Regions from separate parts of the Mus musculus genome. Here region 2 is linked to region 1. The links are chromatin contacts, called in public Hi-C maps. All regions are on one chromosome and are shown on one strand. The core of a region is the stretch at or near the end of the contact, and the rest is flanking DNA. Distances in the headings are between cores, read along the strand shown. Region 1 overlaps Hacd3 (3-hydroxyacyl-CoA dehydratase 3). Region 2 overlaps Igdcc4 (immunoglobulin superfamily, DCC subclass, member 4).

Region 1 (5,395 bases), core at 804-3,303:
TATTATTTCCTTTAGTGGGCTACACTGTATGTCATTACTTTTAGGTATTTTCATATGCACATTTTAAATAAAACTGTACAGTGCATTAAGAAAAGGGAGCATTTGTAAGTGCATGCATGTGCTGTGGGAATGCAGACAGATATATAGGTATGTGCACACAGATACGTACAATGTTTAAATTCTCTCTCTCTTTTGGATCTTTTTAATAGTTTCTTGGAAGAAATTTTATTCTGTTTCTTGTTTTCGGCACCATGGAAGAAATGCAAAACAAAGCTGTGGTTTTCTTTGTGTTTTATTCCTGGAGCGCAATTGAAATCTTCAGGTGGGTGGGTACAAATGCTGCCCGGCTCTGGAGTGTGTGTTGCTGCTTTGGCTGGAAGTTTCATTAGGATTACACATGTGAGGAGTCTAGCTACATCAGGGTGCTTGGCAGTCCTAAAACAGGCCGTTTTAAAGCACTGCTTAGAGCCGAGACTATAGGGACCAAAGGGAACCAAAGAATGAAAGATCCATCTATAAACTCAAGGTTTCACTGTTGTGTTGTAAAGAAGACCCAAGGCCCATCCATCCAGAGGGAAGGAAATACTTGAAGAGTCAGGAGGAAGACGAAGGTTGAAGCAGCAATCCAGGCTGGGTGGGTTAGTTAAGAGAGCGTTCCTGAGGGTTCTTACTAAAGAGCACTCTCATCTTATGGTAGTTTGTTTATATTTTTCCCTCTAAAGGGCTAAGGCAGGAGGATTGCCATGAATTTGAGGTCAGCCTGACCTACACACTGAGACTCTGAGAAACAAAATTAAAATCTATCCAATGAAGCAATGTTCCTTTTTAAACCCCTCACCCATACCGTCTGCTTTTTCCCAGTGTGTCATACGCAGTGGGGCTTCCTCAGCTCTGGTGTGTGTAGTGACAGTTTGACAGGGTTCCTGGCACAGTGGGAAGAGGCAGTGGTGCCTGCACCATGTCTTATTGTGCCTGGATCTGAACCCCCTGGCACCATGGATACAAAGATTTGAAACAGATTCAAGGTCTTTGATGATAACATTTTGGGAAGAAATTAATTTCTTGTGATTTTTAAAAAATTTTCTTTTTCACTTTTGAAGAAAGGTCTCACTATGTAGCCTTGGCTGCCCTTGAACTCTCAGAGATCTTACTGTCTCTTCTTCTGCGATGAGACTTAAAGACATGCACTACCATGCCCAGTGTGATGTCTCTTTAAGCCTGAGCATTTCTGATTCGAGATTAGAGGCTTTTTGTATAATTTTATAGAATTACTCATTTATCCAGAGGCAGCTAGGCATCTCTCCCTACTAGGAACATAGATGAGAGCTAGGAATAAAGCTATGTTCTAAGCATCCAGCACGGAGCTGAACAAAGAGGGTTCCTTGAAGAATACACTGAGCCTGCCCATAGACTTCACAGCCTGGTGTGTGAGAATGCCCATCTAGGGTGGAATTCAGAGCCTGCAGTGGCTGTTGTCTTTGATTTCTGTTTTCCATAGGTATCCCTTCTACATGCTCTCCTGCATTGACATGGACTGGAAGGTGCTCACGTGGCTCCGTTACACTATGTGGATTCCGTTATATCCCCTGGGATGTTTGTCAGAAGGTATTTTTAAAAACTTTAGGTTCATAGTATAGCTCTCAGGGGTGCCCATGTGGTAAGAGGCTGGTTTCCTCTCTGCCAGCCGTAATCTAATCAATGTGGTATTAAGACCTCAGGCCTTTCTTCCTGATGGCCTTTTTCCATACTCTTTGTCTGACTGTTCCAGAGACATGGGTCTCATTGCGTAAGGTTTGGAAGCTGGGTGCTCCTGTGCTGCATGCTTTTTATTTACAAGCTATTCTTAATATTCCAAAGAGAGATCTTATTAGTAATTTCATTTTATTATGACAGCCCCTAGTGAATAGATCAGACACAAAATTTCCTCCCATTTTATAGATGAGGAAACAGAAGCCCAGTGCTGGGCTGTTCTCATCAGTCTCCTGGAAGCTTAGAGGCAATGTGAGAACCCGGGAGCTTTCTGTACAGGCGGGTAGGAGACATCTCCTGCAGCCTCAGGCTGGAGCTGTGAGCCCGAGGTGCTGGAAGCTCATGTGTTCCATTTGCTTCTCACTGCTTGCTTGCTTTCAGCTGTGGCAGTGATCCAGTCCATTCCAGTATTCAACGAGTCGGGAAGGTTCAGTTTTACTTTGCCATATCCAGTGAAGATGAAAGTCAGATTTTCCTTCTTCCTTCAAGTTTATCTCGTAATGTTATTTTTAGGTAAGTACGTCTCTTGTCATATTTTAGACAGGAGAGCTAAGTGGTTCAGTTTTAGCATCCCTTAATATAATTCTACTTCTGAAAGAGTGGCCAGGGAAAGGCTTTATTTGTGCAAACAGACCCAGTAGGAGAGTTTGCTGCATGTGGAAATCTTTCTCTCAGGTCTGCAGTAGCTGAATTGTGAGTGCTCTGTCAGTGCGAGTCTGTCATATATGTGGATATTGAGGCATACCATACAGTATCTCCCGATGACCCACTAAGAGCTCTTCTAACAAGAGCAGGAGATGAGAACCCTGCTGCCTGCATTCTAACCTACTTGGGGCTGAGGAGGAGGTAGAGGCGTGGCAAATGAGGGGGGAGGGAGGTGGCGATGGTCTCTGTTGGGAAGCGCCCCGCTGATTATGGCCGCCTTAGTAGGTTTGTATCCAACATGAATTCTAGATTAACTCAGAAAAGCTCAGAACTAACCGGAACAAGAGATAAACTTAAAATTACTCGAAAGCCACCGTAACTCAAGGATTTCCTGTAAGCATCGGTGTTTAGGTTATGTATTTGACTTGGTAGATTTAAATAAACATAGCTGCGTTGTAGGCAACAGTGGGTTCAGCCACTGCCAGTGTGCTAGCTCTCTTGGTGTGTACTGTATTCATCAAGACGTAGCCACTGATAGATAACAAGAGTTGTCTTCAGACTGGCAAGGCTCAGTGCAAGAGAAGGGAGGGAAGGAATCAGTAGTGAGCATCTAAGAGGTTGCCACCCTGAACAGAAGATGAACAGTACAAATGGCCTGAGAGGTTAAAAAGCCGAGTGGTCTCCATGATTTAGTGTGGGAGGTTATACTACTTAGGAGGCCCTATGAAAAAAAGTTAGAATTCTGTGTGGTGGCTCACATTTGTAATCACAGCAGCAGGGAGACTGAAGCAGGAGGACTGCCTTAAGTTCAAGGCTAGCCCAGGCAATAGAGTAAGGTCCTGTACCCAGTAAAGAGTGGAAATATTTTAATATGCAGTGACCCTATGACCTATCTTTTTTTTAGTGTTGCTTAATAGAAAGATATGTACATGTTATTATTCAAAATTAAACCAATCCAAAATTGTAAATTTTGGGTCTTAACCAGGTAGTATATGTTCATAGGTCAAGGAATTTTTTTATGCACATTCTTTCATAGTAAGTATGTGATGTGTTTTTATCCCTGTTGTACAACTGAAGGAACTGAGGTGAGGCTAAGCTACAGAACTTTCTGGTTAAGTAGAATTGAAACTGGCATCTGAAATCCTGTTTCCTCACATACTGCTTTGTACTTTCAGACTGTAGCTTACTTTTAAAAAAGTAAGTTCTTTAAAAAAAAAAAGTCAGTTCTTGAATAGCCCTTCAGCTCTGATTTAGCCACTCATTACATATGTATGGGGGGAAAACAGGCAAAAACCATCGTTAACTTAATCATCTATGTAGGGTGAACTGTATTGATGACTATATTAATATTGAAATGTGTCAAAACATGAGAGTCAGATGAACAGATCATAGGCATGAGATACACACAGTCTGATGGAAAGTTGGATCCAGAAGCTGTTCAGTAGACAAGGTTTATCTCTGTCTAACCCTGCACAAGAGGCCATGAGCAGTGAGGCCACAAGCCCCTGCAGGGCTGGACACCTCTCGCAGCACTGCTGTGGGTTCCGCTGTATCTGAGCAATAGATTTAGTGCCGTGAGGCCTGGGCACAAACAGCAGATAACTCACTTCCCTGTCACAAGGACATTTCTAATCAGTTGGTTTTTTTTCCCCTAGGGTTATATATTAATTTTCGTCACCTTTATAAACAGCGCAGGAGGCGGTATGGACAAAAGAAGAAAAAGCTCCACTAAAGATGAATTTGGTAGCTTCATTTGAGCAGAGTCTATGATTCCTACTCTTCTACTTCTTGTACTGATATAAGGGTTTGTTTTGTTTTGTTTTTTAAAGTAAGGCTGTCTCTCTTTCCCAGTAACATTCCTGAGTCTACTGTCCTTATCTTAGTGTTGTACTTGCATGACATGGATATCTGGTATCTGAGGACAAGTTCATTCTTGTGTATTTAATAACAAAGGTGGCCCTCTTCATGTCTGCTCCTCCCTACAGGCACTGTCTGTCTTCACAGGGCTTGGTCTTTCTGCTGCCACTTGTGAAAACCGAAAAAAAACAAGACTACATAGCACCGACTTTTTGAAAATCAGATAAACATGGTTATTGACATTTTTTGAGTCAGAGTAGGGCTGGAGAACACTTCATATTTGATGCCTTTTAGCTAAAGACATTCATTACTATAGCACTTCCCAGGCATTGAAGAGGCAGAGTGATTTAGAGAACGAAATCAGAACCTGGGAACACCATGACTACTTCATTTCTAGCTAAATCAGAACTGCCTTCAACACTGGAGAAAGGGAGAAGTACTGCGCAACAGAGATTAGAAGTCCAAATGTGAATGGCTGCAGGGGTCAGAAGGGAACAGAGATGCAGGAGACAGGCAGGATCAGTTGTGGTAATGATGCCTGTGGCAAACACAAACACCTACTTGGGCTGCACACAGTCACACAATCAATCTATAATTCTTGGGGTTAGCTCAGTCCATTTACTTGTGTATTTCTGAGTGGTTGGTGAGATTACTTTATTGAACTGTTTTTTTCCTTGTTAGATTTTTTTTTCTCTTTTTTTGTTTTTTAAGATAGGGTTGTTCTGTGTAGCTTTGGCTCTCCTAGAACTTGCTCTGTAGACCAGGCTGGCCTTGAACACAGAAAGAGATTCATCTGCCTCTGCCTCCTGAGTGCTGGGATTAAAGGCAAAAGCCACCACAGCCTGTTTTGTTTTGTTTTCGGTTTAAAAACAACAACAAACTGTGTGCATGCAGAATACAGACCTTGAGGTTGGCTACTGTTCAAGACAGCTTCAGTCTCTCTACCACATTCCATGTAAACCTATGGTGAAGTAACACCAGAAAAAAGAGCCTGAGAGTGGTCGCTTCCATCTTCCACTCCCCTTGTTCTTGGGGGGAAAGGAAGGAGACTTCTGCTGTTGCAGTGAGCCCAGAGTGGATTGGCATTAAACTGGCTGCTTTGACACACCTCATCTCACCCAAGAGTATTTCCCAAGTCTGCAGC
Region 2 (5,141 bases), core at 2,316-4,815, 130 kb before region 1:
TGTGTAACCTTGGTGTAGACCAGGCTGTCTTCAAATTCAGAAATCTGCCTGCCTCCACCTCTCGAGTGCTGGGATTAAAGGCATGAGCCTCCACTAGCACCTGCCTGGAGACTTTGTAGCCATTTAACCACTCTACTGTTTGGGCCTCTTGGCAAAGCCAGCTAGCTTTTAATGGGTTCCTTCCTTTCTTTGATACAGAGTTTCATACCTCCTAGGCTGGTCCCCAACTCACTAGGTAGGTGAGGCAGACCTTGAACTGCCAGGATCAGAGGTATGCTGGGTTTATGTGGTCCTGGGGATTGAATTTAGTGCTTTGTACATGCTAGGCAAGCACTCTGTCAAGTGAGCCGTGGTCTCAACCCAAGGAGCTCCTGTTCTATGCCGACCACTCTGTGTATAATTACAATGACTAGTCCTGCTATCATCCTTGGTAGTACCGAAGCTCTGGAGATGCGAGTGGCTTGTCAAAGTCACAGAGTGAACAAGGAGATATTTGAGCCCAGCCCTTCACTCCTACACCCAGGCCTTCCGGGTGCATCAAGTGTGTGTTTGTGGGGGGGGGGGGGTGGCAATAACAGGCAATAACAGGGGCAATATCTAAGGCCACAGAGCACCTGTCCCCGCTGTCCAGTCTGCCCGTGTAGGTCCATACCATGGCTCTGGTTGTGCACACCAGGTGTCCTGTGCTGCATCCACTGAGAAGGGACTCCATAGCCAGCGCCAGTGCCAGCTGAAATCCGGACTCGGTACACTTTGTTTGGCTGAAGTGAGTTTAACGTAAGTTGTGTCTCATTTCCAGGCACCTCGGTGGAGAAAACCTGATCTTCTGGGACAAAAAGGATAGGCTGCTGGGTGTCCTTCATTGGGGGACCATCAATCTTTAAATTTATCACATTGACTTTTCCATTTCAGGTCCCCAGGGTCCTCTGGGCACTGACCCCTCAGCACGGAGGCAGGTTTCATGCCTCCAGGTTGACCCTGGGCTTCTACCTATCGCTGCTGAAGCCCATTGGCCTCCGTTCCATATGGAGAAACCAAGGCATGAACTTTTCCTCCCTGTGAACCAACAGCAACAGCCAGTACACACCTCTTACACAGGCTTGATGGCTGGCTAAGGACACTAAGCAGTCCCTGGTGTCAGGAGCCCTGACTGCTGTCTCCCATCAGCCTCCTGCCTCTCTCTTTAGCTTTACCCTGACCCTCACCACTTTTCTTTTCCTCACTCTCCATTCCTTTCCCAACCACATCACCTCCCCCAGACCAGCATCATCTCCCCAGTAGGAGCAGCCCATGTCTCATGTGCACTCCTGCAGCCTCCCACATCTTCTCTGGTGTGTAAACCAGAAGGTTTCTGGGGCTGGAGAGATGGCTCAATTGTTAGGAGCACTGACTGCTCTTCCAGAGGTCCTGAGTTCAATTCCCAGCAACCACACTGTGGCTCACAACCATCTGTACTGGGATCTGATTCCCTCTTCTGGCATGCAGGTGGGCGTGCAGATAGAGAACTCATATACATAAAATAAATAAATACATCTTAAAAAATAAACAAACACAAAAACCTAGAAGGGTTCCAAGGATCCACTGGGTAAATTGCTCCCTTCACAGAAAGGGAACAGTCCAAGGTCCCACTGATCACCCTCCTTATCTGTGCGCAGGCTACTGACCCTCTTTGCTTTCCCTTTTCCTCAACTGCCCCGAAACCCTGTGTCCGTGTGTGTCCATGAGTGTGAGTGTTCACCTATGTGCAGGTGTGTGTACACATACATGTGGAGGTCAGATGACAACCTCTGTTGTCATTTCTCTGGTATTGTCCACCTTCTCTTCTGCACAGGGACTCTCGCTGGCCTGGAACTCACTGGTTTAGCCCAGTGAGCTCAAGGTGTCCCCGTGTCTCCACCTCCCCTGCTCTGGGATTACAAGCAGGCACCTACCACTGTGCCAGGCTTTTTTTTTTTTAACATGAAGTCTGAGATTGAACTCAGGCCTTTGGGCTTGCACACATACTTTACACATTGGGCTATCTAGTCTCCCAATGCTCTTTTCCAGAGCTTTCTCATCCCATGCCCCAATTAGGCTCCACTTCCACTGACAACGTCCCTCATCTAGGGGAGGACCCCCATTCCCACTGACATCTCTGTACCTCCCCGGCCCCACTCACCTTCCTTCCCCAAACCGTACTCTATCTTGTACTTCAGCACCTGTCCATTGCTCAGGCTGGAGGGCAGGGGCAGCCATGCCACCCTGATGTCCGAGGGGTTGGGGCTGGACAAGGTAAGCTGGGGTGCTGCGCTGGGGACTGAGACAGAAGAACATTGGCGTGAGCTCCGCTCCACCAACAGGGAAGATAAGACACAGTCAGGAGTGATCAGAGACTTGCCCAGGTCACACAGCAAGTCAGAAGTAGGCCCAGGCCCAGGATCTGAGGGAGGGAGGGAGGGAGCCTCTCAGGGGAGCCCTACGCTGGAGGATGCGGAGACATCCTTTCTATCCCAAGGCTAGTGGACAGTGTGGGCCAGAAGCTTTCATATCCAATGGCTGGGTAGTAAATGTATGTTAGGAAGAAGGGCTGCATGGTATGGGGGCTCAGAGCTGGGCTCAAGTCCCAGCTGCCCTGCTGAGCTTGGCAAGTCATTTTCATTTTCTGAGCCCCAGTTTCCCCATTTTACACTGGGAAGAAGAACCTCTGCCCACTGCTTTATAGGGCACAACAGACATCACAAGGCAGGGAAGAGGGCCTTGGGCCACACTGTCCCTGAGTGGGAGTGTCTCTGGGTCCCAGGTCACTGCAGGTTCAGAGGTCCTACCATCGTCCAGTGTATGCACCAGGGCTGGGCTGGAGGTTCGGCTGGCCCCCAGCTGGGAGTAGGCCACCACGTAGAACTCATAATCCGTGTTGGGTTCCAGGTCCCGAACCTGCAGCTCTGTGGTGTCATTGTTTACTGCAAACTGGTACTCCACATTGTCCACTCCTGAGGTGGTAGCACGGGGGGGACAAAGGGACTGTCACAGCCCACTCCATGTCTGACTAGCTGGAGACTGTCTGGGGATCCTACTGGTCTATGTATAGCTAAATTGTTACAGACAATCTAGGGTGAAGGATAGAAATGCCTCTGCCATCTAGTCTACTTATTGCATTGATTCCATAATAGGCCAGGAAGCTCCCCGTGCTAATTGAAGGAGCCCGTCCTGCAGTTAGTTAGCTGGGGGTGGAAGATGGCTCCTTTAACCCTGGAAAGAGAAGCATTCTCTCCGTCAAGGAGTGCGTGTACACTCCATTCTCTAATACTAGATCACTTCCCAGCAGTATTGCTCCCCATCCCTTCCTCTCATCTTTAATTATCCATCCCATACTTGCCCTAACTGGGATTCCCGCGGTCAAGAGTAGACATACCCCTTGCCTTTTGGTAGTGAAGAGAGAAGCCAATGATTTGCTCGCTGTGCAACTCAGGCCGCTCCCAGGCCACCAGCACAGAGGAGCTGCTCAGCGGCGTGGCTGTGACCCGAGTCGGGGCGCTGGGCAGCCCCTCGCGCACCACTACCGCCAGGGGCGCAGCGGCACAGGCAGTTCCCGCGCTGTTTTCTGCTACGCACTGGTAGTAGCCAGCGTCCTGAAGGCCGATCTGAGTGATGACCAAGCTGCCGCCACCGCCCTGCACCTTGACGCGCCCATTGGGTCGCAACGGGATCCCGTCGTGCAGCCAGTGCAGCGCGGGCCGTGGCTCCCCGGACGCCCGGCACACGAAGCGCGCGGTGCTGGCCCGCGTCCGCGAGAGCGCCTCGGGCGCCTGCGAGATGGCTGGGGCAGCTGAGGGGCAGAAGGGAGACTCTGACAAGAGGGCCTACCCCTCTCCAAGTGTCCCAACACCGCGCCCAAGCCTCACCCTGAGGTCCTCTCCCCTAGTCATACGGGCCCAGCTCTGGTCCACTAGACTCGACCCCTCCTGGGCTAGTCCTCCTTTCTCCCAAGCCCAGCAGATTTCCAGCTTTTGAGCTCTAGGCTGTAACTTCACTTTCTCCTCCCCGTGGCTTCTTATACCCAGCAGTTACTCCAGCTTTCAGCAAGCCTGGTCCCCCAGTTTTCTGTTGTATTGAGAAAGCTCTTTTATAGCCCAGGTTGGCCTTGAATTTCTGATCTGCCCGCCTCAGCATCACCCCAACTGATTAATCCCAGCATTCCTAGGAGACAGAGACAGGAGATTCCCCAGAATTCCCCGGGCCAGCTAGCCTGGAGTATGAAGTGAACAAGAAACCTTGTCTCAACTCAGTCTGTGACCGCAATACACTCACCATGGCCTGCACACACTCATAGGGACTTAATAGCCTAAGACATTGTCATTGTTTAATAATTTTGTTTTTGAGATAGACTTTTCACTCTGTAGCTGGTCTCAACTCTGTAGCTAGGGCTGGTATCGAACTCACGCTCCTGCCACAGTTTTCTGAGTGCTACCACGTACAGATTCTGGGCTTCACACACCCCCCTAGACCATTCCACTATCTCCTTCCATAACCTCACCCCACTCCTGCTCGCCTGCACTCTCACTCCTCATGACCCAAACCAGGCTTTAAATCCGCCCCCCCACCCCCCGTCTCAAATCGCCCCATTCCCTCCCCCCCCCCCCCCAGCTACGGAATCCAGTCCTCCAACAATCACCACCAATCAGAAAATTCAGACTCCTCCCATGTGGTCCCCCTCACATTTAGTCTTCTAGGACCGCCCCTTCTCCCTCTAACACACACCCATCCTTAACGTCCCCCAGCACCAGCCCTTCCTTACCAAGCACTCGGAGCTCAGCAGCCGCAGTGGCGAAATCACGCGTGCGGGGCTTGTTGGCTCGGCAGACATAGACTCCAGAGTGCCGAGGCTGCGCGCTGGCGATGAGTAGATTGGTCCGGCCCAGAACGATGACATCCGTGGAGATAGGCTTTCCATCTGGTGACAGAGAAGGAGCAGGCTGGAGGGGGACGCTGGAACTGTCCCTCTACACCCTCTCCAACTACGAGGTTCCCACTACATCCCTGCAAAGCTGCATCACAGCCGCTGGTTTGAATCCCAGTTCCTTCTTACTCTGATCCCTAGGTGGAAAAGCAGAAGGGAGGTGGGTAAACGATGGCTAAATGGTCTCTGGTGGGCGGAGCAGATA

What was found. Hi-C and Micro-C count contacts between places; a contact is called where the count stands out from the background.
Region 2: a Hi-C map of cerebral cortex shows a contact between it and region 1, with 3 times the contacts expected there. The contact joins two enhancer-like sites. A contact is called at or near these places in 2 of 39 promoter capture datasets (hippocampal neurons and liver), 1 of 15 datasets of contacts at CTCF or cohesin (large pre-B cells), 31 of 484 Hi-C or Micro-C datasets (the 63-12 cell line, the AML12 cell line, B cells and 18 more), 5 of 115 datasets of contacts at active chromatin or transcription factors (bone marrow-derived dendritic cells, craniofacial prominence, embryonic stem cells and 1 more) and 1 of 9 other capture datasets (embryonic stem cells).

Annotation. Positions count from the first base shown.
Region 1 is chr9:64,987,184-64,992,578 of GRCm38.p6, reverse strand. It overlaps Hacd3 (3-hydroxyacyl-CoA dehydratase 3), which reads left to right. Exons shown (of 11, transcript NM_021345.2): 8 at 210-322; 9 at 1,499-1,605; 10 at 2,131-2,262; 11 at 4,050-5,395. The coding sequence ends at 4,126. Among named protein-coding and RNA genes, the nearest start is that of Gm25640, 18 kb to the right of the region's middle. Within about 2 kb of position 2,053, at least 4 of the 459 cell types and tissues checked have an H3K27ac peak or open chromatin away from gene starts, as enhancers often do. A contact at or near this core is called in cerebral cortex, where this site is marked.
Region 2 is chr9:65,122,440-65,127,580 of GRCm38.p6, reverse strand. Igdcc4 (immunoglobulin superfamily, DCC subclass, member 4) reads right to left here. Exons shown (of 20, transcript NM_020043.3): 6 at 4,775-4,930; 7 at 3,392-3,805; 8 at 2,805-2,969; 9 at 2,159-2,296; 10 at 653-823. Among named protein-coding and RNA genes, the nearest start is that of Igdcc3, 16 kb to the left of the region's middle. Within about 2 kb of position 3,565, at least 69 of the 459 cell types and tissues checked have an H3K27ac peak or open chromatin away from gene starts, as enhancers often do. A contact at or near this core is called in cerebral cortex, where this site is marked.